Linked DNA regions of Mus musculus: region 2 is linked to region 1. The links are chromatin contacts, called in public HiChIP or PLAC-seq maps. All regions are on one chromosome and are shown on one strand. The core of a region is the stretch at or near the end of the contact, and the rest is flanking DNA. Distances in the headings are between cores, read along the strand shown.

What was found. HiChIP or PLAC-seq counts read pairs in DNA pulled down with a chosen protein or histone mark.
Region 2: a contact with region 1 is called in an HNF4G HiChIP or PLAC-seq map of pancreatic cancer cells. The contact joins the enhancer-like site here to the promoter of Mfsd1 in region 1. A contact is called at or near these places in 13 of 39 promoter capture datasets (the 3T3-L1 cell line, 3T3-L1-derived adipocytes, the C10 cell line and 7 more), 1 of 15 datasets of contacts at CTCF or cohesin (the NIH/3T3 cell line), 5 of 484 Hi-C or Micro-C datasets (B cells, the G1E-ER4 cell line, embryonic stem cells and 1 more) and 5 of 115 datasets of contacts at active chromatin or transcription factors (bone marrow-derived macrophages, embryonic stem cells, forebrain and 1 more).

The regions. Positions count from the first base shown.
Region 1 is chr3:67,579,680-67,586,188 of GRCm38.p6, reverse strand. It overlaps Mfsd1 (major facilitator superfamily domain containing 1), which reads right to left and starts at 3,421. Exons shown (of 16, transcript NM_025813.3): 1 at 3,212-3,421; 2 at 1,493-1,545; 3 at 479-591. The coding sequence starts at 3,371.
Region 2 is chr3:67,487,264-67,493,772 of GRCm38.p6, reverse strand. It overlaps Rarres1 (retinoic acid receptor responder (tazarotene induced) 1), which reads left to right. Exons shown (of 6, transcript NM_001164763.1): 3 at 2,669-2,849. Among named protein-coding and RNA genes, the nearest start is that of Gm40067, 25 kb to the left of the region's middle. Within about 2 kb of position 3,427, at least 31 of the 459 cell types and tissues checked have an H3K27ac peak or open chromatin away from gene starts, as enhancers often do. A contact at or near this core is called in pancreatic cancer cells, where this site is marked.

The sequences.
Region 1 (6,509 bases), core at 2,172-4,671:
CCATAGCCACAAAAAGTTCAATGGCCAAAGACAGGCAGAAATGGTGGGGGAGGGGGGATCCTTAAATCTTACCAGAGCTGAGGGATGTATCTCCACCTATGTGCAAAGACTTTACAACTCCATATCTCACTTAATCCCTGTAGAAGCCTGTAAGGTAGGAATTATTGCCCCTACTGAGGGGAGGGGGGGGAGCTGAAGCTTAGGAAGTTCGTCTAACCCAATTTAAGAGCATAACTTATGACCTCGACCCATCAGCAGCATCTACTAGGCCTGATCCTAATTAATAAACCAACCAGGCTTCAAGGATCGAGTCTAGAGCCAAAATCAATCTTTAAAAACAAAAATCAACTCTTCGTGTCCACCATATGTCAATTCACACAAGTCTATTCAGTTCTTTGAAGAAAAACTTTGGCCCATTCCTACATTCTAATAACCAGGTTAAATTTACCCACAATTTGACTTTTTTTTGCAAGCTTACCGTATTCCAAATATGCGGTCTATCAAAAAGCCACCCAAGAAACACAAAACTACATTGGGCCAAGAATACCAGGCATACAGCAGCATGAATTTCGTGGTGTTCACTTGCATGTCCTGGATAGAGAGAAAAGAAAACTTTTTTTCCACACAGATTCTGCAATTAACGAATCAAAACAAAACGTAGTGACAGCTGTGTATCTATACAGGGTATGTTTCCTAACCATGTGTGAACTGTTACTTCCTTGTGACTCTGGAAGCTACGACCCTTGCCCTTAGAATAACAGCCATACCTGGGAACATCTTAAGTCCACATACTATGTCTCAGGCCTCATGGATTCTAGGACCTGTCACTGGCATGGGGGCCAACTCAGCCCTTTTCTGTCTCCTACGTTCCTCCTTCTTCATTTCCACCTCCATTATGGACTCCTCCCAAACAGAAAAGAATCGTCCTTGCCTAGTCTTACAGATGTTATCCTCTTTAACCCCTCCTAGAATGCAAAGGACAGCCCATGCATTTTTCCTCTGCCTAATGGCTTTTTAAAATGCACATAATGATGGTCTAAATGCCCAAAAAACAACAAATATCAAATACAGTTTTACAACTCAAAACCAGACTAAGAATGCAGATAGGGCCAATACTCAGCAACCAGTATGCACATTTATAAAAGTAAATAACAGCAAAGTTTATCTAAGAAGGCCAAAGCTGTCCCACCACTCACTCAATGGTTCAGAGGAGTGCAAAGCTCCAACCAACACTAGCATTTCCCGTAACACTGTGGGCAGAGTCCATAATTATCTACCTAAAGAAGAAAACCATCTCGAGGCATGTATATGTTATTCAGGAGTTCTTTAGAGAAACAAATTTGATCTCTGCAGCCTGTGGGTGTGGTGATAACAGACACTAGAAGAGAAAGTGGACATCTCAGATGGGGCACCTGAGAGCTCATTCTATCTGAGCATCTGTAAGTGAGTGCTCCAAAGCAAAGCAGTACAAGAACGGAGAAAATCAACTCACCCGTTTCACCTGAGTCTGAAGGGCAGCGGGGTTGTCATAGCAGAAATAGCTGCCTAGAAAAAGGAAGAACACATATTTCACTCGGAATGATAATATCTATATAAGAGTTTCAAGTTACAACTCCTAACTAGTAACTCCCCGGAGGTGTTTAAGGTTTACTATGGCTGACACTATGACAACAGATTTTTTTTTCTTGCTTGTGTGTTTGTTTTACACCACTTCCTGATCTACCATTCCAAAGAACTTCCACAAGGTAGTGGTGTGCATACACAGCATATACCAGAAACCTGATAAAGAGGTCAACATCAACTGCTTTTAATCATTTCGTTTCCGTCTTTCTTCCCATGCTTATCACTGTATTAACATCTTCATGAAATCGCTGCATTTCCCTTACTTAAAAAAAGTCTACAAGCATCCTCTACAGGTGCACGTTAGCTGGGTCCTCACTTTTCTTGAAAGCAGAGGTAACTCAGAGATTCAAACCAAACCAGTATTTGATATAGATCCTGATCCTGCAAACAAACAAACAAAAACAAACAAAAATACCCAGGAGCAAATAACTGAGTGAAAACTGGGCTAGAAACAAGAACAACACAAGCGCCAGTCTAAGGGATCAAATGAAAACTGGCAATGTCTCCTGGGAGCGGGGAAAGCTGACAGGCTTGAAGAAGCCCCAAGGTAACACTGCCTGTTTCCCCGCTGACTCTGTAAATACACAAAGCTAGCGGTCCAAAGGTGGAGAAGGCAGCTAGCGACAGGGCGGCTCTAGTTTCTCAAACCCAAACTTTCAGCCCAATCTACCTACCAAAAATAAACTGTCAACTTGAGTAGGGACAATTTCTTCAAGTGTTTTGTCTATGCTTACTGGTTATTGATTCTAAACCTAGAAACTTCTCCTTCAGGATTTAACTGCTTATAAGAAATTCAATACCATGGTTGGTTGGTTGGTTGGTTGAGACAAGATCTCACTTTGTAGCCCTGGCTGGCCTCTCTAGCGCACAGACATGTCCCTGTCTTCCAGTACTGAGATTAAAGGGCGCCACCACTATCAGCTCAATACGTTTTAAAGCAAATGAGTACCATCTTCTCAAAAATAAAGAAACCGAAGCCCAAAGTATCTTTTATAAACCAGGTGCATGTATTTCTGAATCTGATCCCCCTGAAACACTCTTTCAAGCCAAGCCAGTTGTTACGAATCCGAACAGTTTCAATGTAAACTAAAAACTGTAACACGGGAGGGAAGGGTGTCTTTAAAAGTAGCTAATGAAAGTGTTTTGCGCCAGATCAGATTTCATAAGTGAAACCAACTTAACAAGTGTGGTCCTGCAAGGCTGTCTCACAGAGGAAAGGTAAGAAAAGACTCCTACTAAGGTGTACTTAGCAGTGAACACTATCCAAAGCGGATCCGAGCTCTAAAAGAATACAAAGGAAAGCACTGGGGAATGGGAGGGGTCGCCTGGGGAGGGAGGAAGAGGGACTTAGTCACGCTCTGAAATTCCCCCAGCAACGTTCTGAAACTCTCGGGAGCACAGCTCTCCGGGAGAAAGATCTGAGTTTCCTTCTCATCTGCGTCCCCAGGGAGGAGCTGCTGAACACCGGGGCTTGGAGGAACAAACGTCACCTCGCTCCAGACACTTGGAAAAAGCGGGCTCCCGAGCCCAGGCAGCAGCGCGAACCCTGGAATCCCTCTATCATCTGCCCCAGCCGAGCCCCGCTCACCGAAGCCAAGGAAGCACATGAGCGACAGCACCACGAGCCGGTGCGCCAGGCGGCTGGGGTCGCAGAGCGCGGACAGAGCGCGAGGGGCGCCATGGACTGCGCTGTCCGCCTCGCGGCGGCCCCCAAGCAGCGCCCGATCTTCCCCATCCTCGTCCTCCATCAGCTTGCAGCCTGGAACGGAGCAGGAAGCAAAGGCAGGGCGGCAGCGGCAGCGGCAGCACTCACGTGATCACGTGTGTTCACGTGACTTGCTCGGGCCACGCCTCTCCGTGCTCACGTGAACGGTTGCTCACGTGGTGGCCGGGCTCCCGTGCTGCCTTTCTGTTCTGCCGATGGGGTATAGATCCGGTCGGGAGTGGGAGTGAGCGACCGGGTTCTCATTAACATCTGATTTAAAACCAGTAGGAAGTGGTGGTGCAGAAGTCGTGGTGGAAGGCTTGACCTGAACCCAGCTCAGTCCTCCCTCCCTCACTTCGCCAACTCTTCATGAAGAGTTGTTAAGTTGACCTGACGGAACAGCATATGATGTACCTGACACTTATGTACTAGAAAAGAGGACAAATTCTCTCACCTCTGAATATGGGTGAGAGAATTTCCTTAGGTGGACAGAAACTAATCATGTGGGTGGATGGATGGTGACTGCAGCTGAAAGAGTTATTGAATTCCTCTGGGTTTTATACGTTTATAATTACACGTTTATACTGATCTTGGAGTAAGAGGAAAGTCGAGTAAAGTAGAAACACGAACATCCTAAATGAGGAGCCATTCAGAGATGTCCAGCAGAGTATAGAGACCACTAGGTTTGTTTTGAGAAGTTTGATTTGGCAGCGCAGCCTTCTACCCCACATTTCTAGGTTTGCCGAGTCTTTGCAGTAGAATTTTGAGTGTAGCAAGGCTAGGTGCTAAATAGCTGTAAAGCGTGCCGCAGAAGTGAAAGTGAGAGGCTCAAAGCTGGAGCTATCGCACCAAGGAGAGATCCAGTGACTAAATGAGGACTTGCTTAAACAATAGCACCTGGGATTTGAAAAAGGAGGAGGACTTTTGAGTGTTTTCTAGACTCCTAGCTTGGGCCCTCCAAAGAGATCCAAATATGGGGGATGGGGAAGCAGAGGGACTGTGTCAGAGAGATACCGTTTGGAATGTTTATGCATAGCCTGCTGTCTACCTTGCATTCCCCTGACTAACACTGTGCAGTTGCCAGCACAGTGGTCATACCCCACCTTGGGCTTAATCTTTCACTCAGCATCAGCTGTACTACAATGAAGGGCCTAGACCATCAGTTTACATTCCTTGGCTTTGTCCACAGTATAGATTACTGTCTTGTGCTGGCTAGTTTTATGTCAACTTGACACAAGCTGAAGTCATCTGAGAGGAGGGAGCCTCAGTTGAGAAAATGCCTCCATGGAATGAACCTGTAGGCAAGGCTGTAGGACATTTTCTTAATTAATGACTGTTGGGGAGGGCCCAGCTACCCTTGGGTTGATAGTCTGAGGTTCTATGAGAAAGCAGGCTGAACAAGTCATGAGGAGCAAGCCAGTAAGCAGCACTGTTCCATGGCCTCTACATCAGCTCCTGCCTCCAGCAGAAGGTTCTGTTTGAGTTCCTGTCCTGACTTCCTTCAGGGAGAGACTATGATGTGGAAGTATAAGCCAAATTAATCCTTTCCTCCTTAACTTGCTTTGGTCATAGTGTTTCATTAAAGCAATAGAAACCCTAACTAAGACAAGTCTAATGGCTAAGTCAAAAATACAGGTAAGAGGCTGGCTGCCAGTATCTCTAATCCACTTTTTGGCTTTTTGGGTTTTGTTTGTTTGTTTGTTTCGTTTGTTTGTTTATTTTGTTTTGTTTTTGCCTTTAGAAATCTAAGTAAAAATGGCTATGATAGTATAGACAGTTTGTACTTCTTGTTGAAGGAGGTTGGACTTCTTTTGAATGATAGTCACTTGTGTCTTAATGAAATGCCCAGGGTAATGCCCTCTGGACCTGACCTCATTCTGTGTTTGCTTAGACAGTTCTCAGCTATCTATCCTCCCAGTGGGTCATGTCTACCCTGGCTACATATTTGAGATTTCCACAACCATGACTGTGGTCTGCATATTCACCAAACTAATTAATGTATATACAAATTTAAACTCAAATAACTGAAGATGTAAGTCAAAAAATAATTGGCATGTTATGTCTGAGATGATAATGATAAGTATTAATATATAATATAATAAAATTTTGAGGTTATGCTGACCCTTATCTAACTTTGATGTAAATTTTTATCTTTGTGGGTTTTGCCTTTTAAAATGACACCTGAGCTTTGGCACCTAGAGACTGAAGCATGAGCCCATGCTTGGTAGCCCATCAGTTAAAGGAATCGGCCTTAATTGTTGCCATTAGTGTGTGGTCTGTGTTTTCTCCCATGGATGTGTTTCAGTTTTCTACAAATTCTCTTTCTCTTTTTGACTCCATGTCTTCAGCAGGGCTCCCAGGGTTTATTCCTTTACGTGTTGCTTACGTAGAATCACCAGTGTGTGTAGGACTTGACATTTCCTCCGACTGTGCTTTATTTCCATATAGTTTTTCATCCCAAATCATTTTTTTCATAATGTGAAGGCCTTTACTCTCAAATAAGATTTCAACACCCTTAAATTGAGTATGGAATCACATGTCTGTCATCCCAACTATTTAGCTTTTAATGTGATTAAGACTTAGGCAGGAGACGTGTGGAGCCGACGAAGCCCTGAGTGAGGGACACCATGAGTGTGTGTTGTTGACAAGTGCACATCCATGACAAGGCCCAAGGCCGCAGGCCCATAGTAAATTGCAAAGCCTTCCCTTGTGGGTCAGGCTCAGAACTGGCAAAGCCTTCTTCCTCTGGTCCAAGTATAAATGTCTAGAAGCGATTAGTGGATTCCTGTGTGCAAAAACCAGCAAGTTCAGCTTTCTCCTCCCAGATGCGTACAGCCTGAGAATGCTCATCTACATATACCTCCAGTGTTGTGCTTAATAAACTCTGAGACTCCGACTACCTGACCCCAACTTTTCTACATGTGATGTGTGCTCTCTAGGAAGGGCTGTACAGAGGAAGCAATGTCTCCAAGCAGAGTAGGCTGTTGAGCCTGTGGAAGGCATTTGGGAAAATAAAATCTAGAGACAGGCAATTCCATTTTAGAGGCAAAGGAGCTCTGTGCACTCTGTAGGGGACAGGTGAACTGGTAAGATTCTTGCCATAAGCCAGTGAATTTATTGAGTGAGTCCATAATTAGCTGCATGATGGGAAGGGAAGAATCAAAGCCATTAAGTGGATGAG
Region 2 (6,509 bases), core at 2,178-4,677, 92 kb after region 1:
AGTTAGCATGAGCCACTTTGCACATGATTTCCAGATGTGCAGTCTCAGCCATGTAAAACAGGGGCCATGCAAATTAGAGGAATTCCGCATGATCATATATCTGTCCTGGTCAAAGGCTCAGGTCCCAAGTGTCAGGCTGCAGTTCAGTGGCTAGAGCACTCTGTGGCAGCAGTTTGGAATCACTAGACCATGCCTGGGGACCAGCTCCCTTTTCTGATCTTTTATTAAGGCCTTCAACAATGAGCGCTTTACACATCTGCATTTTAAAGTGTCCACATGACTGTCGTTTCCCTCTTCCTTAGGGCCCCTGGGAGAGAATTTCACAGCTCTCTTGGGTGTCCCTCCTTACACTTCATAGTCCTTAAAGTGACTCACCATGGAGTGCCAATATGTTCTTTTTCCTGTCAGCTGGTGACATTTCTAGTTGGCAGGCTGGCATAGCACGAGGCCAATTCCATATCAGGTTAAAGAATCACATACGTAGACACATTGCATAGAACACGGAGCAGGGCCCATGCAGGCTTCCGGCATTACCTGCCTCACTGCAATCCTGGCCACGCACCCCATGATTCGCTAAGTTGCCTTCACCCCATTTTCAGGAAAGAGTAAGAAGAAACCCAATGTGGAAATCAGAAGCAGATGAACACCCCTGTGAGGAGCTAGGCTTAGGCCAGCCCAGATTGTCAGCAGTGGTGGTCTGAGTCTAAGCCTGGGAATTTCAGGCCATGCTGCACATCAAAGGGTCACAGGGAGGCAGAGCATCAGGGACAAGGCCATCCCTAACCCAGTGCCTCTGGAAGAAAGCTTACCAGAATTCACAAACAATAAACCCACTTGGCTTATTAACCTTAGAGTTAATTTGTTTCAAAGGATTAGGAAGATGCCCTTAATTTTTAGTTTTGCAAACTGACAGCCTGAGAGTAAAGCTAATGGGATGATAATAATTACTGGTTTTTTGTTTTGTTTTGTTTTTTTCCCTGACCAACAACACGTTGCTCTGGACTTGGGATTGTAGTAAGTCCACATGAGTGCAGCTGGCTAGCAGGAGTGGAAGTCAGCTGTTCATCTTCCAGGCACTGCTTCCATGGAGCTGTCTGGTGGGTTAGACAGAGGAGACATTGTGCCCAGCTCTTGTCCTCTTCACTGCGGATGGCAGACACCAAAGGAGTGGGAAGGCTGCTCTGATGGGAACCTTCCAGTTCTTCTAAGGAGCACCAGCAATTAGCATGCTAATGTGCCCCAGAAGCCCCTCCTTCCGCCCAGAACAGGCACTGTAAGAGAAAAGTTGCACATGGCAAGCTTATTTCAGTTTTCCGAACTAGTTCTAGAAGCAGGCTTACTTTGAAGATCCAACTTGATTATAATTTCTTTCACTGTGGGCCCTTCGAGTTTATTTCTGGATCTTGCCTTAACCAGGGTGCCATTTAAACCACAGAAAAGAAATGAAGGTTGCTGCTTTCAGCTGTTCCACCAGCCACATTTGGATACGACAGCCAGACTAGGAGCCCATGGCTTGGCTTGGGCTGTGGCTTGTGACTATGAACTCCTTGTTCTAAGTCTAATGTTGATGGTATGAGCATGCGCAGTTTTCTGGGGCTAAGTCCTTGGCTTTAATGGTCAAGTTAAAGACCATTGACCAAAATGGTCTTTATTCAAGTAGTCGTATTGAATAACTACTATTCAAGAGCAGAAAACTGAAGTCTAGGAGAATCTATGATGTTTTGGGATTTGAAATAAGTGAGGGTGCTCACAGAAGCCACAAGATGAGGATGATTGAGGTATCTAACTTGGACTAGATCTCAGGATAGGTACACAGAATTATTATAGCAGGGGTTAGTAGCTGAGCTCAGACAGGGACCACCTATTCAAGTACTGAGAACTTAAGATGTAGAGTGAGTTCTTTTTTAAACTTAGCATTTTGGTCTTTAAATATGGAATGAAAGGAGCAAATTCATGCGTGGACATGCTGGTGTTTTCATTAATAGGAACCAGCTCTGTCTTCCAATTCAAGTTAGTAAGCTTAATATTCAAGGACCCAAGGAATCAGCCAAGAGTTGGTTCCAGATAGAGTGAGGCAGCCCTTCCCTTAGACATTTGAGCCAAGAAGGGCTCAACAGACATCAATGCTATTTCTTTGCAAGAGGCCTGGCATTATTATGTACAGAGGCAATCAGAAAGATAATGCTAAAGGGACAACAAAGATGGAAGACTACCTTGTCGTGTCTCCCTTGTCGTGTCTCGGTTGCCTTTCTGTTGCTGTGATAAAATACTAACAAAAGCAGACAGACACAAAGGATTTGTCTCATAGTCCACCACAGCAGGGAAGTCACTGCACCTTCAACCAGAAAGCAGGAGAGGTGAATATATGGGTGGCTCAGCTCATTTTCCCCACGTATACAGGCCAGGATCACAGACACCCACAGCAGGTAGGCTGATTAACACAGTCATGCCTATAGGCCCATCTCCCAGGTGTGTCTGGGTTCTAGCCAGTTTACAGTTCACCTTAATCACAAGCCATGAGCAGGAAAACCCACCTTCTATAAAGTAAGCTCCATCTGTTGTGATGGCCTGCCAATCTCACTGGATTCTCCGTCCGTGTGTTTGTGTGAGTTGCAGTGAGCACAGTTGGTAAGGGACCTTCCTGGGTAACGTCAAACCTTTCTTTCAGGAAGGTGAACGTTTGGGCAAATGTTCTGCGAGGGTGTTTTTCAAGAATGAAAAACCCAGACCGGCCGTTAATGTAACGTGCGCACGGCTCTTTGATAAAGTGAAGAGACAAGAGAAGGATTATCGGCTTTACAAGCAGATGAAGCAATTGAAGACTCCTCTGCACAGCATCAGCATACCTGGTATGATCAGTAACTGGGTTTCCTATGTCAGGAAAATACATGTATACACGTATGTATAAAATCACTGAACCTTAAAAAGATCGATTATTTACATTTGCAAATCTGGACAGATGCTCAATTTCAGCTATGAATTGTGATGTGTCTCATTATTTAAACAAGGCTCAAGGGTGTCATGTTCTGTTCATCTCTACAATAGACTAATGCTACCCAAAGCTGAGTTGCGTTAGCTGACCATTTTGCATCCTAGAATGAGGACCCAAGAGCTGACTCTACAAATAAGAAATAGAAGTTTTTGAAGAAAAAAGAAAGTGTGTATAGATTATAGTGCAGATTTCAGGGAAGTCTAGAACCTGAGGTGACATTTCTAGCGTTTTGTTGTTGGCCTTGGGGAGGTTTAGCTGACAAGACACCCTGTGCCTGTACTCAGCCCCTCTTCCCCAGGGCTGGCTGAGTGGCTGTCTGGGCCATTCTGGGCTGCTGCCGTAGGGGCCATATTTATCTCACTTCAGGTCAGCAGCTAATGGGCAGTGGAGCCGTCTCCAAGAGATGTGCCCTGCCCTCTGCAGTGACTCAGCTGGAGTGCAGCACAGTTCATTTATCTTGGCACTCAACAGAGTATGTGGGCAGCAGGAGACATTCAGCACTTACTGGCAAATCCAATTTCCCAAGCCACAAAAGTCATCTCTGGATTTGCACTTGGGTAGGAGCTTGACCTCTGACCATTGCAGCACTCTCTATCCCACACTCTCTGCTCGTTTGCCCAGGCACCCCTCTCTATCCCACACTCTCTGCTAGTTTGCCCAGGCACCCCTCTCTATCCCACACTCTCTGCTAGTTTGGCTAGGCACCCCTCTCTATCCTACACTCTCTGCTAGTTTGCCCAGGCACCCCTCAAATCCTCATCCACGCCCGAGAACTTCAGGCTCCATTCCTAACTGCATCTGCCCCCACTTACTGACACTAACTAAATATCAGCAATGAAGACTGCTGCCGGCATTTCTAACATAAGAGTCTCAAATGATTCTCACCCATTGACAACAAGGACCAAATCTTGAGCCAAAGAACTACGAGAATTCAGAATATATTGTTGAAGATATTTATGCTGCTTGGAATAGGTGAACTTAGGACAATTTAGAAATCCATAGTCATATGGAAGGCTTTATTTCCCCTTTTGGTTTGGGAAATAGGGCTCATTTGCCCTTTTAAAAAGGATGTTTAATCATGTGTATATGTGTGTGTGTGCATGTGTGTGAGTGCATGTGTGTGAATGTGCACAAGTGAGTGGACACACCCATGGAGTTCAGAAGAGGACAGCAGATTCCCAGAGCTGGAGTTACAGGTGGTTGTAGGCTGTTTGATGTGGGTCTTTCTTCTGATAGAGAAGTACAGGCTCTTAACCACTGGCATTGTGTAGGACTTTTTCTAGAAATAATTGCCACATTCTTATTAGCTTTAGGGTACTTTTCAGTAGAACCATTCATTTAGACCTTGTTCACTTACCAAGTCCTGTATACTCATAGGGGCCATACTACAGTCTACAAAAATTTGGCTACTATAAAAAGTAATATATATATATATAATATAAAAAGTAATATATATACATATCCTGTATATATACATATCCTGGGGCTGGAAAGATAGCTCAGTGACGAAGAACATTTTCTGCACAAGCACGGGGAACGGAGTTTGGATTTGGTCATCCCTGGAGGAAGCCAGATATCCCACAAACACCTTCTTCTGGCCTCCATGCATGGACCAGGACACACATATACACAAGCAAAGATACACATGTGCCCACATGCAAAAATACATAAATAATTCAGTCATAGCGGAGGGTACTTCTCAACAACAAAATGTGAGTTCTGCTCTGACTCTAAATTCAGCAGATGCTTCGTGGTTGATGCTGAGTGTTCAGGCAAGCGAAGTTATCTAATTAGGATCAAGGGTTGATTTACTAGACAGATACACCAAAGTCTGTGTGAAGGCGGAACGGACCAGGGGCCTGGCTGGAGGTTCATGGAGCTCTAAGGTGAGCTGTATATTAATGACATCATGGTTTCTCATATGTCCTTTCAGGGCATAGTCCTGTGTCACTGACTGCATGCAGGAGAAACCTTATTGAGGCAGTTGCCCTAGATTCTTAGAAGGTACAAACTATCAAGAGGAGGTACAAAATACAATTATTTTGTTTAAAAGACATGAACTTTCGTTATAATGTTATGATTTAACAAATCACACATTATATTCCTACTTTGAACTTCTGAAATGTATTTCTATTATTTGTTGGAAATATACTTTTGTTCAACATTATTACTCCTTTAATCTACTTATCCAGTTTTAAATGGAAAATGATTTTTTTTTATATATGCAGTAGCTGAAACCAAGTAACAGTGGATGTTTTTAATCAATTGAATTTATAATCATTTCTAGAAAAAAAAACCCAAAAGGTTTGGTTTTCGATTGAATCCAGCTATGGAGACAGCCTGGGGTAACGAGTTCAAGTCTCAGCAGTTTCTAGTCAGTAGTTAATGCAGGACATTGAACTTCATAGTGCAGCTAATAAGCAGGACAGCCTAATGTGGGCTCCACACTGTTTTCCCTTCTGCTTTTATTATGGTGGTTTCACCTTCTCTGGTCCATTCACGAGCTCCTTACAGATGAACATAATCTATGAGCAAAAGAAAAGACCTGAGGAGCTACACATATCTATCCAGCCTGCCCTGTCTTGCTCTGAGCACTCACCCTGTCATGTATCCTCACTGCTGAAAGCATTTAGTGTGACTCTTTTGTCTCCCAGGGTAACACATTTGGCTATCACAAATCTAAAGCCACAGTAAGATAGAGTTAAGTGTTGGTGGGCCACATGAAGAAAGTGTCAGTTACTGGAAAAGACAGGGCAAAGGTTGCCACAGCCCTGAGAGAGTGAACCACGGCAGAGGTGTTCCTGTCACTGTATAGGCTTTGCAGTCCCGCAGAACACATCCTGGAACCCTAATGGTTCAATGTCAAGGAGGAACTACAAGCGCATTCTTAAAACACCAGTAATTCTGCTAGACAGCAGAAGTCTGAGGCGTCTCTACAGTAGCTGCCTCCAGCTCACGGCTCTCTGTTGACTAGCATGTCCTGGCAGGATGAACTGGGTCGAGTCACCCTGAGGAGTTGACAGAGTATGGCAGTGCACAGTTCTGAGTGTGCGGCACTTGGATCTTAATGGAAGAGCGTGATGAGACCAAGCCCTTAAGGCAATCGTGTGACAGTGGATGATGGCAGAGGAGGAAACCAAGGCTTTCAACTTTATTCTCAACAGGGTTTCTTCTAAAAGCACTTACCAAGTGCCAGGCCCCCAGAGCATGCATTACTTCTAATGTCTTCATGGTCTCTTCCAAACAGCCATGTTCGAGCCTTTGCCTGCCTACTGGCAGAGCATGCGTTCCTCTTACATCTGCAGTGAGACAATTTCCCTGTCTGCTCTACTGAGCAGGAGACTTTTGCTTTATTGAATTTTTACTTATTTTTTTTTTTTTCTGATTGTTGTTATTATTATTATTATTATTTTTTTTTCCATTTTTACTTATTTTTGAGTTCTGTGAGTGGTGGTGGTGGGAGGCAGGCATGTGGAGCCCAGCTTTGTGGAGTCAGCTGTCCCCTTCCACCTCTGTG